2 separate regions of the Rattus norvegicus genome follow, and region 1 is linked to region 2. Evidence: chromatin contacts called from public Hi-C data. All regions are on one chromosome and are shown on one strand. The core of a region is the stretch at or near the end of the contact, and the rest is flanking DNA. Distances in the headings are between cores, read along the strand shown.

Region 1 (4,925 bases), core at 1,365-3,864, 35 kb after region 2:
CACACCCAGAAGTATATGGATGGCACAAATTGGAGTTGGTGGACCTTTAAATTTAAAAAACAAAGAGGGAATGAAATCAACTGGATGGGGAGGTGAGTGTGAATTCAGTAGAAGTGAAGATATTATCGGAATATATAGTATAAAATTCTAATGTTTTGCTGGGCAGTGGTGGCACGCATCTTTAATCCCAGCACTCAGGAGTCCAAGGCAGGCAGATCTCTGAGTTTGAGGCCAGCCTGGTCTAGAGAGTGAGTTCTATGACAGCCATGGCTATGTAAAACAAAAAACAAAAACAACAACAACGAAAATCTAAAAAGCTAATACAATTTCATTCTCGAAAAGAATCTCCCAGATGAAAGATCACTTTTTAAAAAACAGAATAGTTCGGGGCTGGGGATTTAGCTCAGTGGTAGAGCACTTACCTAGGAAGCGCAAGGCCCTGGGTTCGGTCCCCAGCTCCGAAAAAAAGAACCAAAAAAAAAAAAAAAAAAAAAAACCCAGAATAGTTCCCTTTTCCTACCTAAATACACACTATTAAATTTTTATGTTCTGAATTTGGTTGCGGGGACGCGGGGTCGGGGATAGGCTGTGGTTTTTTTTTTTTTTTTTTTTTTTGGTTCTTTTTTTCCGGAGCTGGGGACCGAACCCAGGGCCTTGTGCTTCCTAGATAAGCGCTCTACTACTGAGCTAAATCCCCAGTCCCGATAGGCTGTGTTTTAAACTAACTGGGGAAACGCCTTGTAGAGAGGTGGTGACAATATCACTTAGCCACTTGATCTAAATCAATACAGTCGATCGTCACTTCAGTGACAAAGGAATACTATTGATTGTTTCTATTAGAGTAGACAGAACTGAAGGCGATGCCCTGCCTTTGGGAAATGGTATTGACGGAAGTTTCATGAAAATGTGCTGCTCAGAGAGGAAGAGACAGGTCAAGCCGGGATTCAGCACCACCTCTCTGAGGGTGTCATCTGCCTAAACATGTTCCCAGGGGTCCCAAATCTGTACCAACCAATCTCAAAAAAATAAATAAAATAATAAAATAAAATAAAAATAAGGGGCCGGAGAGAAAGGTCGCTTGGGAGGTTAACGGCACTGGCTACTCTTGTGGTGGTCCCAGATTTAATGCCCAGCACCTCCGTGGTGCTCACAACTATCTGTAAAACTCAAGGTACAGACCTGCAGGCAAAATACAAAATACTCACACAGGTAAGTAAATCCTTAAAAAAAAATTACCGCTGGGGATTTGGCTCAGTGGTAGAGCGCTTGCCTAGCAAGTGCAAGGCCATGGGTTCAGTCCCCAGCTCCGGAAAAAAAGAAAAAGAAAAAAAATTTACCTAGGTGGGGTGATGCATGCCTTTAAACTCAGCACTTGGGAGTCAGAGGCAGGTGGAGTTCTTTGAGTTCAAGGGCAACCTGGACTACGTAGTGAAATCTAGGACATCCAGGGCTATATAGAGAAATCCTGTCTCAAATCACACCAAACCAAACCAAATAGAAAAAGAAAGAAATCTAGAAAGGGTTGAATGGGAGGGGTTGGGTTTTGGATCTATAAGGGTCACACAAGGGGCTTGAGCATCTCTAAGGAAGGGATCCCCCAAACCCCCTAGCCTGATGCGGGGGGGGGGGGGGGGGGGGAGGACCACAGAGGGCCGGAAAACAGTTATTGGCCCCACAGCGCCACCCGCTGCTCACTATGGAGTAAAGAAAGCCCAGTGTGAAATCAAGGAGAGCGGTGGACCCTGAACCCCAGAGAATGAGGGGAAATTAAGCAAGGCCGTGTTAGTTTGTCTTGTGACGTGAGCACATAACGACACCTCAGGGGATTGGCTGCATCTATAAATGTCTGCCAACTGGGAGTCATCAGATAAAATGGGAGGTTTGAGACACATGTTGACTCACAGACCAGGCTCTCTCCAGAGGCTGGGCCTATGTGCTCTGTGTGTCGAGAGCTGACTGGACCAGAAAAGCCAAGTAGAAAGTGGCCTTCTCTTTAATGACCCTAGGAAATGGCACTTCTAGGCACCAGACTGTCTAGGGATGGGCTTGGAGATTGGGGTATAACAAGCCTACTGCTCACTGACTCAGACAGCCCCCCTGACTCCCCCCCCCCCCGCTCCCTCCCTCCAGCATTCCTTTACAGAGGAGACACAGGGGAGAGTCAAGGAAGGCTGTTTTAAGGTCTTCCTTGCCAAACCCACAAGAGCAGGTCAGTGATTTCCAGCACTCTTCAGAGTAGGTGGGGCACCTCGGTGACTGAGGGAGAGGAGCGTAGGTACCATGGATCTGTGCAGACAAAGCAAGCCTACAGAGTAGTCTATAATCCCAGCAGGCCTTATTCAGCCAATTCCACTCACCTCGCTGTCTGACATCTACATGTCAGGGCTGGGGAGGACTAAGGATGCTCGGTTTCCAGCTCAACGCCTGTCGGGGACTTTGCCGGTGGAACCAAATAATAAACATGGAGTGCTGAACCCTTGAGCTGCTCAAATGTAAGAAGACTGAGAGACACAAACACCCCCGTATGGGTGAAGACACGGTGTGTGGGATCAGGTGACCCTGAACAGCCTAGGGTGGTTGCTGGCTCAGCTTCTCCGGATCAGGAACTGTGTGTCCCTGCCTGTCAAAGTCCATGTCACATCCGAGTAGGGTACAGGCAAACATCCCAAGCCACCAGTTGCCTGTCCGGAAGGATCCCTCATAATGAAACCAGCCCCATAACAGGGCAAGCAGGGGGTTGGGGATTTAGCTCAGTGGTAGAGCGCTTGCCTAGCAAGCGCAAGGCCCTGGGTTTGGTCCCCAGCTCTGTAAAAAAAAGAAAAAAACAAAACAAAACAAAACAAAACAAAAAAAAAAACAGGGCAAGCGGAAGGCTGATGGTTCTTGACTTGCAGTGGTCCACTTGAGAGTGGCTTCACCCAAAGACACGAAAGCCAGATCCTTTCAGTAGAAATGGGTAGTTGGAAGTTTTGAATGTGGCTTCGTCTCCCAGGCCAGTGACATGCAATCTGATGCTCTTTGATGATGCTGGCGGGGAGCAGTGATCTCAGCTCCTAGTGTACCCTGCAGTTGATCACGTTGGGCCCCAGCCACATGCTACAGCACGGTGTGTGTAGCATGTACAGGGTTTCCCACTCAGGGTGTGTCAACGTGGTACATTTTTACTGAGGCACAACCTGGTCATTACTTATGAAACAGTTGGCAGTGGTGGCCCATGCCTTTAAACCCAGCACTTGGGAGGCAGAGGGAGGTGGATTTCTGTGCATTTGAGGCCAGCCTGGTCTACAGATGGAGTTCCAGGACAGTCAGGGATACACGGAGAGACTGTGTCTTGATTTCCCCCACCAAAGATGCTAATGGCTGCCAATTCTCAGTCCCTTAAGCTCATTAGCTGGATTATCCTTCCTAATACATTCCTTATCTCCTTTCTTTTTTTTTTTTTTTTTTTTTTTGGTTCTTTTTTTCTTTTTTTCGGAGCTGGGGACCGAACCCAGGGCCTTGCGCTTCCTAGGTAAGCGCTCTACCACTGAGCTAAATCCCCAGCCCCCCTTATCTCCTTTCTATATGTAGCTAGGACACTTAGATGCTGCATACAGCTTAAACCTCTTGGAGGGGACCCAGGACACCAGTCCCACCAGCCCTCCTGCTAACGCTTGTTCAAAGCAGTCTGCTCCATTTATTTCTATGGCGGACAAGAAGGTAGGGTGCCTTAGTGGAATAAGAACCAAGCAGCCATGTAACACTTGGGCAGCGGGCACCCTTTTCGAGATCTTTCCTTTTGCTTTCTGTTAACATCTTTGCACATTTCCCTACAAACATCTCGTCTCTGGATTCTTTCAGTTTTGTTTTGTTTTTTTAACTTATTTCTCTCGAGAGCTCATGAACCAAGGGAACAGTCTGCCTGCGGTGGGGAAAAGAGTGGACCACTTCCGGCTGCCTGCTGCACCCGCTCCGCAGCCAAGAGACACAGTGGCTGGTTCAGGGCGGTCTGTTTGCTGACTGCAAACAAGGGCCCTGCTGGGGACGTCAGGGGAGCAGCTGCTGGGTGTCCAGCGAAGCTCCAGTGTGGTTTGTAAAGTAAACGGACTCTAATTTGGACAAATACGGCTGGGGCCTGGAACCCGGGACAGATAAAGCTGCAAGGAAGTGTTGACCCGGAGGGACAATGTTTCCAGACCAATGGGAAGCAGGAGTGGCCCAGGAATGTGGTGCTTTGCCTGAACTGCCGAGAGCTACTGTCTGCTCACAGCAGAGAGCGCTATAGCCCACAGCCATCAGACACCTTAGGTATTAAACAGGACATTTATAGGAGAATTGAGAGGGGGCATGCACCATGGAAGCATTAAGTGTCTGTTTACAGTTATATCACCTTGTAGGGAGCAAGTTCACTTAAGTTTGAGGTTTAACATGCCTACCCTAGAGCTCTGGCTGTCATGGGAACATCAATTAGACATTAAATTTTTCCTTTATAGTCTGTGTGCATGTGCGTGCGTGTGTGCGTGCGCGTGTGTGCGCGCGCGCGTGTGTGCGCGCGTGTGTGTGTGTGTGCGCGCGCGCGTGTGTGTGTGCATGCGTGCGTGCGTGTGTAGAGTTCTCAAAAGGGAATGAAATTTTGTAGGAAAAAGGCAGAGTGGCTGGCCCAGAGCGCTCACTAGATGGTAGCTGATGATGTCTCATTTATAAATATTCACTCAACAAACGCAGCGCTTGTAGCAGAGTCCTACTTCCCTAGTTCAGCCACAGTTTTCTCTGCAGCACTGCTCCCTGTGGAAAACCTTTGTCAGGCTCTGGGATGAGCAGGGTGGCTGAACAGGTCCCCCTACTGAGGAAGAACGGAGTCCATGCATCAAGAGGAATTCCATGAAGTTACTGGGGTGTCTCATAGCTTCCAGGACAGGTCCCTACATCAGGGATTGGCATTGAAG
Region 2 (4,759 bases), core at 1,979-4,478:
GCCCCCATACACTGGCAAAGGGAGGGGAACCCTGGCCTCAGAGGCCTGAAGATTGCTCGGGCTCCTTTAAGTTAGAATCTAATAACCTTCCTTTTGTGAGAAATGTCATCATAAGCTGCATTTTCAACTGAGAGCCTGACTCCAGTTCTGTCATCACCCGTACAACATGTACTTGGCACAGGATCATGAGCCACTTGTCCCCTCTTGGATGTCAACAGACCACTCCAGTTCGTTCCACTTGAGTTAGAACCTTGGCCTTGAAAGAGTTTTGCCCCTTGTGAAGATGTCATGGCCCTGGGCAACCAACCGGGTCTTCTCATTGCATGAGAAGACTCTCCTTACACACCGTGCACCTGGGCAAAGGGGTCCAGAGATGCGAAGGCACAATGGGAAGACGGCGTGCAGAGACCCCAGAGCACATGGGAGAGCTGCTATGTACCTCTGCCCCTGCAAACAGAGGTGGCCTCATGGTGCCTAAAATGCACACAACACGGGTTGGGGATTTAGCTCAGTGGTAGAGTGCTTGCCTAGGAAGCGCAAGGCCCTGGGTTCGGTCCCCAGCTCCGAAAAAAAGAACCAAAAAAAAAAAAAAAAAAAAAATGCACACAACACATCTCTTGCCCTCCTTGACACAGCAAGACCCTAAACAGGGTTGAAGCCCTAAGATGAGAATGGGACCCAGAGACCAATTTGGAGCCCAGATCCCTAAGGAGCCTGGAGTACCCCACACCTTTCAACTCCACTTCTGAATTCCAGTCAGGACACAAGCCAATGCGTAAGCATCTAACACAGGCATGTAAACACAAGCCCAGGGCAGAACAGGGTCACAAGTTCTGGCAGGCACCAAACGGCAGGGGCAGAGGCAGGGGCAAGGGTAGGGACAAGAAGTATTGTTGCTAAGCAAAGCCACACCAGTGTCATGTCTGGGAGCCAAGCATAAAGGGGAAGGTAAGAGAACAGCAGAGGCCACTCGATGACACAGTAAGGGATATGACCACTGTCATAAAGTCACCTGCCTGTGACAAGAGAGAGCCAGTCTGAGCCACAGACAACACTTTTGAAGATCAAACGCAGGCTGTCAAGCGTGGTGGCAAGTACTTTTACCCGCTAAGCCATCTCACCAGCCCACCCTCTGTCCTTCCTCCTAAGAATCAGCCATCATCCTGCCGGGGCTACACGACACAACCTACTCCCGTGGCCAGTCAGCCCCTACTCACACAAATGGCTTTTCTCCGGTGTGAATCAGGATGTGTCGACTCAGATGGTAGTCCCTGATGAAGGCTTTGCCACAGCCCTCATAGTCACAAACGAACGGCCTCTAGCAGAAAGAAAAGGGGAGGAAAGGAAGTGTTTACTTTTTTAAAGTTATTTCTGTGGGGAGGGGGACATGTTTGTACCACTGCATTCTTGTGGAGGTCAGAGGACAGCTTCCTGGAGTTCTTTCCTTCTACACTTTGGGTTCCAGGAATCCAGTTAAGGTCCTCAGGTCTGGTCCCTCCCCACTGAGCCATCTCATCAGCTCTATGTTGTTAAAAGTCTGATTTGTGGCAGGCAACACCAGACACTTCCTTCCAGGGACGTGTCCATTCAGAAAGATGCCTGCCGCACTTGGGCAGGACTTAATTCTGCTGCACCGAGTTCCACATCAAAAAACGCCCCATCTTTTCACGAGTCACCATAGCACACAGATTATTATTGTTCTGTGGATGGACAGCATCTGACAGGCAGGTAGGTTAGCTTGCTCCTTTGGGACACAGGCTTCCCCAGGAGACCCCTTCTCAAGTTTGATTTGACATGAGCCCAGATAGCCTGTCTGCGCATCTCTCTGCCATAATACCATTTTACCACCAAGGAGGAGAGGCAGAAGAAGGAGCAGGCTGTGTCTCATCACAGGTGACCTCTGTGTCTACAGTAAGAGAGATCAGGCACAAAGACAGGAAAATGTGTCACAGCTGAAAAAGCTCATAGGTGCAAAGGTAAACGAAGGAAACATCTCCCAGCCCTAACTGCGATCTCCAATTTGGCTCCCAGATGTGGGGGAGGGGATGCTGTCATGAAACCCACAGTAAAGCTACAGCATATCCCAACATCCAATTGGATATTTCCTAACTATGGGAATACTCTGAGATCCAAGACTTTCATCACAGTACTAGACTGCCAGTGGACAGGAAGACGTAAGTGAGCCGCACTGCTCAGCATAAAGTCAAAGAACCTTGTTCAGATCCAGTCCTACAGTAGGACCCGTACTAGTCAAATTATTGTCCAATCTGGAACAATAAACACAACTTCAAAGCCAGGTGTGGTGGTGCACGCCTTAAATACTAGCACTTAGGAGGCAGAGACAAGCGGACCTCTTGAGTTGGAGACCAGTCCGGCCTACAAAGTGAGTTCCAGAACAGCCAGGGCTACACAGAGAAACCCTGTCTCAATAATGATAATGATGACAAACCGTAACTTTAATTGTCCAACCAAAGAACAGCATTCTGGTCTAAAATGCAAGCTCTAACTCGGACACAGGGACAAAGAAAGGCCAAAATGTAGGAAGAGAATGTTCAAGGAGAAACGGGGGTAAAGTCACAAAGATGTTATGATGACAGTGGGTTGGCAAGTCTGCCAAGAGAAAGAAACCAAGGTGCATAAAACAAAATAGAGGAGCCAGGGGAAAGGGCCAAACAGGAAGGCTTTTCCTGTTCACTCTAACCCACATAGCCTTGGTACTTGACCAAAGCCCGCCTGCAATTGAAAGGGTGCACACTTGTTGCTTGCAAGAAACCCTGACGTCCTAGACCTCAGTCTTTGCTGAGCACCTGCCCCGGCCAAGTCCAGGACCCAACCTCTGCGCCAGGCTCCACCATGCACACCCGCGGCCAGGTTACCTCCCCCGTGTGCTTGCAGAGGTGCGCGTCTAGCTTCCAGGCTTTGTTGTAACTAGCGCTGCAGTCAGGAAAGGAGCAGATGAACCTGCTGGGGAGCGCGGGGCGCGGCGGGGCGGGGCCCACACAGGCCCGAACGAACGCGTCCGCGATGGTCAGGGACGACACCGCTTCCGCGACCGAGACCCGCGGCTCCAGGGCGACGCAACTGCGCCCGGGCCGAGGCGGGGCAGCCACGTGCTGTCCCCGGAACGCGGGACACAAGCTACCGGCGCCCAGAGACCCGACACTTCCGGGAACGCGGCCCGCAAAGGCGCCAGGTCCCGCCCATTAAACCCCATGCGCCAGGATTGCGCATGCCCTGAGAGGCTCGGTCGCGTAGCCTGGCCGCACATGCGCATCAAGGACTCTTCGACTGAGCCGGGCAGCCAGGCTCTGGTCTCCTGGTTCGTGTCTTAGGGAAACAGGAAGCGCTGCTTAAACGTCCCAAATATTAACCCGACATGACTTAAGGTGGCCTGTTCTTCACATTCCAGTTTTGCCCTCTGCATCCTGACACAAGCCTCAGAACGTAGTGGAACCCAAGCTTGTCTGCTCCTTCGAGTCACGTGGAAATTTTTCAAAATTCCAAAGCCCAGAACTTAACCCGGACCAATTAAACCTTAATTTCTGACGTCAGTTGTGTTGGTTGTTGTTTTGTCAACTTTCTCTTTGTGTCACTGAGTCCTTAGTGTTTGGGGGTATTTTTAGCTGTGGGATTTCCACTTTTCCCTCAGCCTGATTTAACCTCCATAATGGCAGAGACTGAAAAATAACCTCTGTGAATCCTTCCTTAAAAAGTGGTGTGCAGGGGTTGGGGATTTAGCTCAATGGTAGAGCGCTTGCCTAGCAAGCGTAAGGCCCTGGGTTCGGTCCCCAGCTCCGGAAAAAAAGAAAAGAAAAAAAAAGTGCTGTGCATCTATGAAGGGCTGAACCGGTCTTACTGTTAGTGGATGAAGATAACCATGGGAAATCTTTAAGCTTTTTTGGCTAATGGATATCTTTACTGCAGAAGGTTTGAATGTACTTAATTCCCTCGCGTCAAAGCAATTCAAATGAAAAAGGACTGAACAGAGGGCTACAGGGGTCTCAGCACTTGTTGACAGGTCATTGTTGTTGGGTTCGCATGCTTATGCCCCATGCGCATGTGCAGATTGCTGACTGTCTCTTTCTTCTTTCCGGTCCCTCTTCCCTTTCTCGCTTTCTTGTCCGCTCTACTCCATCAGCGGACACTCTTTTCCAGCTCCAGTCTTCTGTTTCTCCTTTTCTCTGAACATCAGCTTCTAGAAGATTCTGAGGTCCTTCCCCTGTGACTCTTGTTTTCCAAGGACTTTGGTCTCAGTCAAGCAGCCTGGACTTTACATAATTTTTTTCTCCTCTTAGTTAATAACCTTGGTTAGACAATATTTGGCTCAGCTAGGATTCAGGCTCTTTCCAGACCCAAACATACCAATCCCAGGGTTGGGGGTTGGGTTGGGGGATGGGGAGGAGGATTGTGAGTCTTAAGTGTCAAAGCTAAAGATGAACCCAGACAGAACTAGCTTTAATCCCACAATGGAGGCAGAAACAGGTGAATCTCTGAATTCAAAGCCAGCTTGGTCTACAGAATGAATTCCAGGACATCCAAGGCTACACAAAGAAACCCTGTCTCCTGTTTATTCCACCAAGACCTTCCAATTCAGCTGACATCTGTGATGTCATCAGATGGCACATATCGAAAACCCTTACCCTTTCAGCACACCACAGCCCATAATTGAGGAAGAAGTCCCTTTCAGAAGCAGGTCCTACCAGCTCTAACATTGTCTATGACTAGAAAGAGTCATAGTGATCACTTTTTTGAGCCAGCG

The links. A called contact is a pair of places that touch in the nucleus more often than the background predicts.
Region 1: a Hi-C map of liver shows a contact between it and region 2, with 2.6 times the contacts expected there. The contact joins the enhancer-like site here to the promoter of Gtf3a in region 2. A contact is called at or near these places in 3 of 12 Hi-C or Micro-C datasets (kidney and liver).

What each region holds. Positions count from the first base shown.
Region 1 is chr12:13,291,292-13,296,216 of GRCr8, forward strand. No RefSeq gene overlaps it. Among named protein-coding and RNA genes, the nearest start is that of Gtf3a, 35 kb to the left of the region's middle. Within about 2 kb of position 2,615, at least 8 of the 93 cell types and tissues checked have an H3K27ac peak or open chromatin away from gene starts, as enhancers often do. A contact at or near this core is called in liver, where this site is marked.
Region 2 is chr12:13,255,359-13,260,117 of GRCr8, forward strand. It overlaps Gtf3a (general transcription factor III A), which reads right to left and starts at 3,229. Exons shown (of 9, transcript NM_001113570.1): 1 at 2,877-3,229; 2 at 1,218-1,318. The coding sequence starts at 3,071.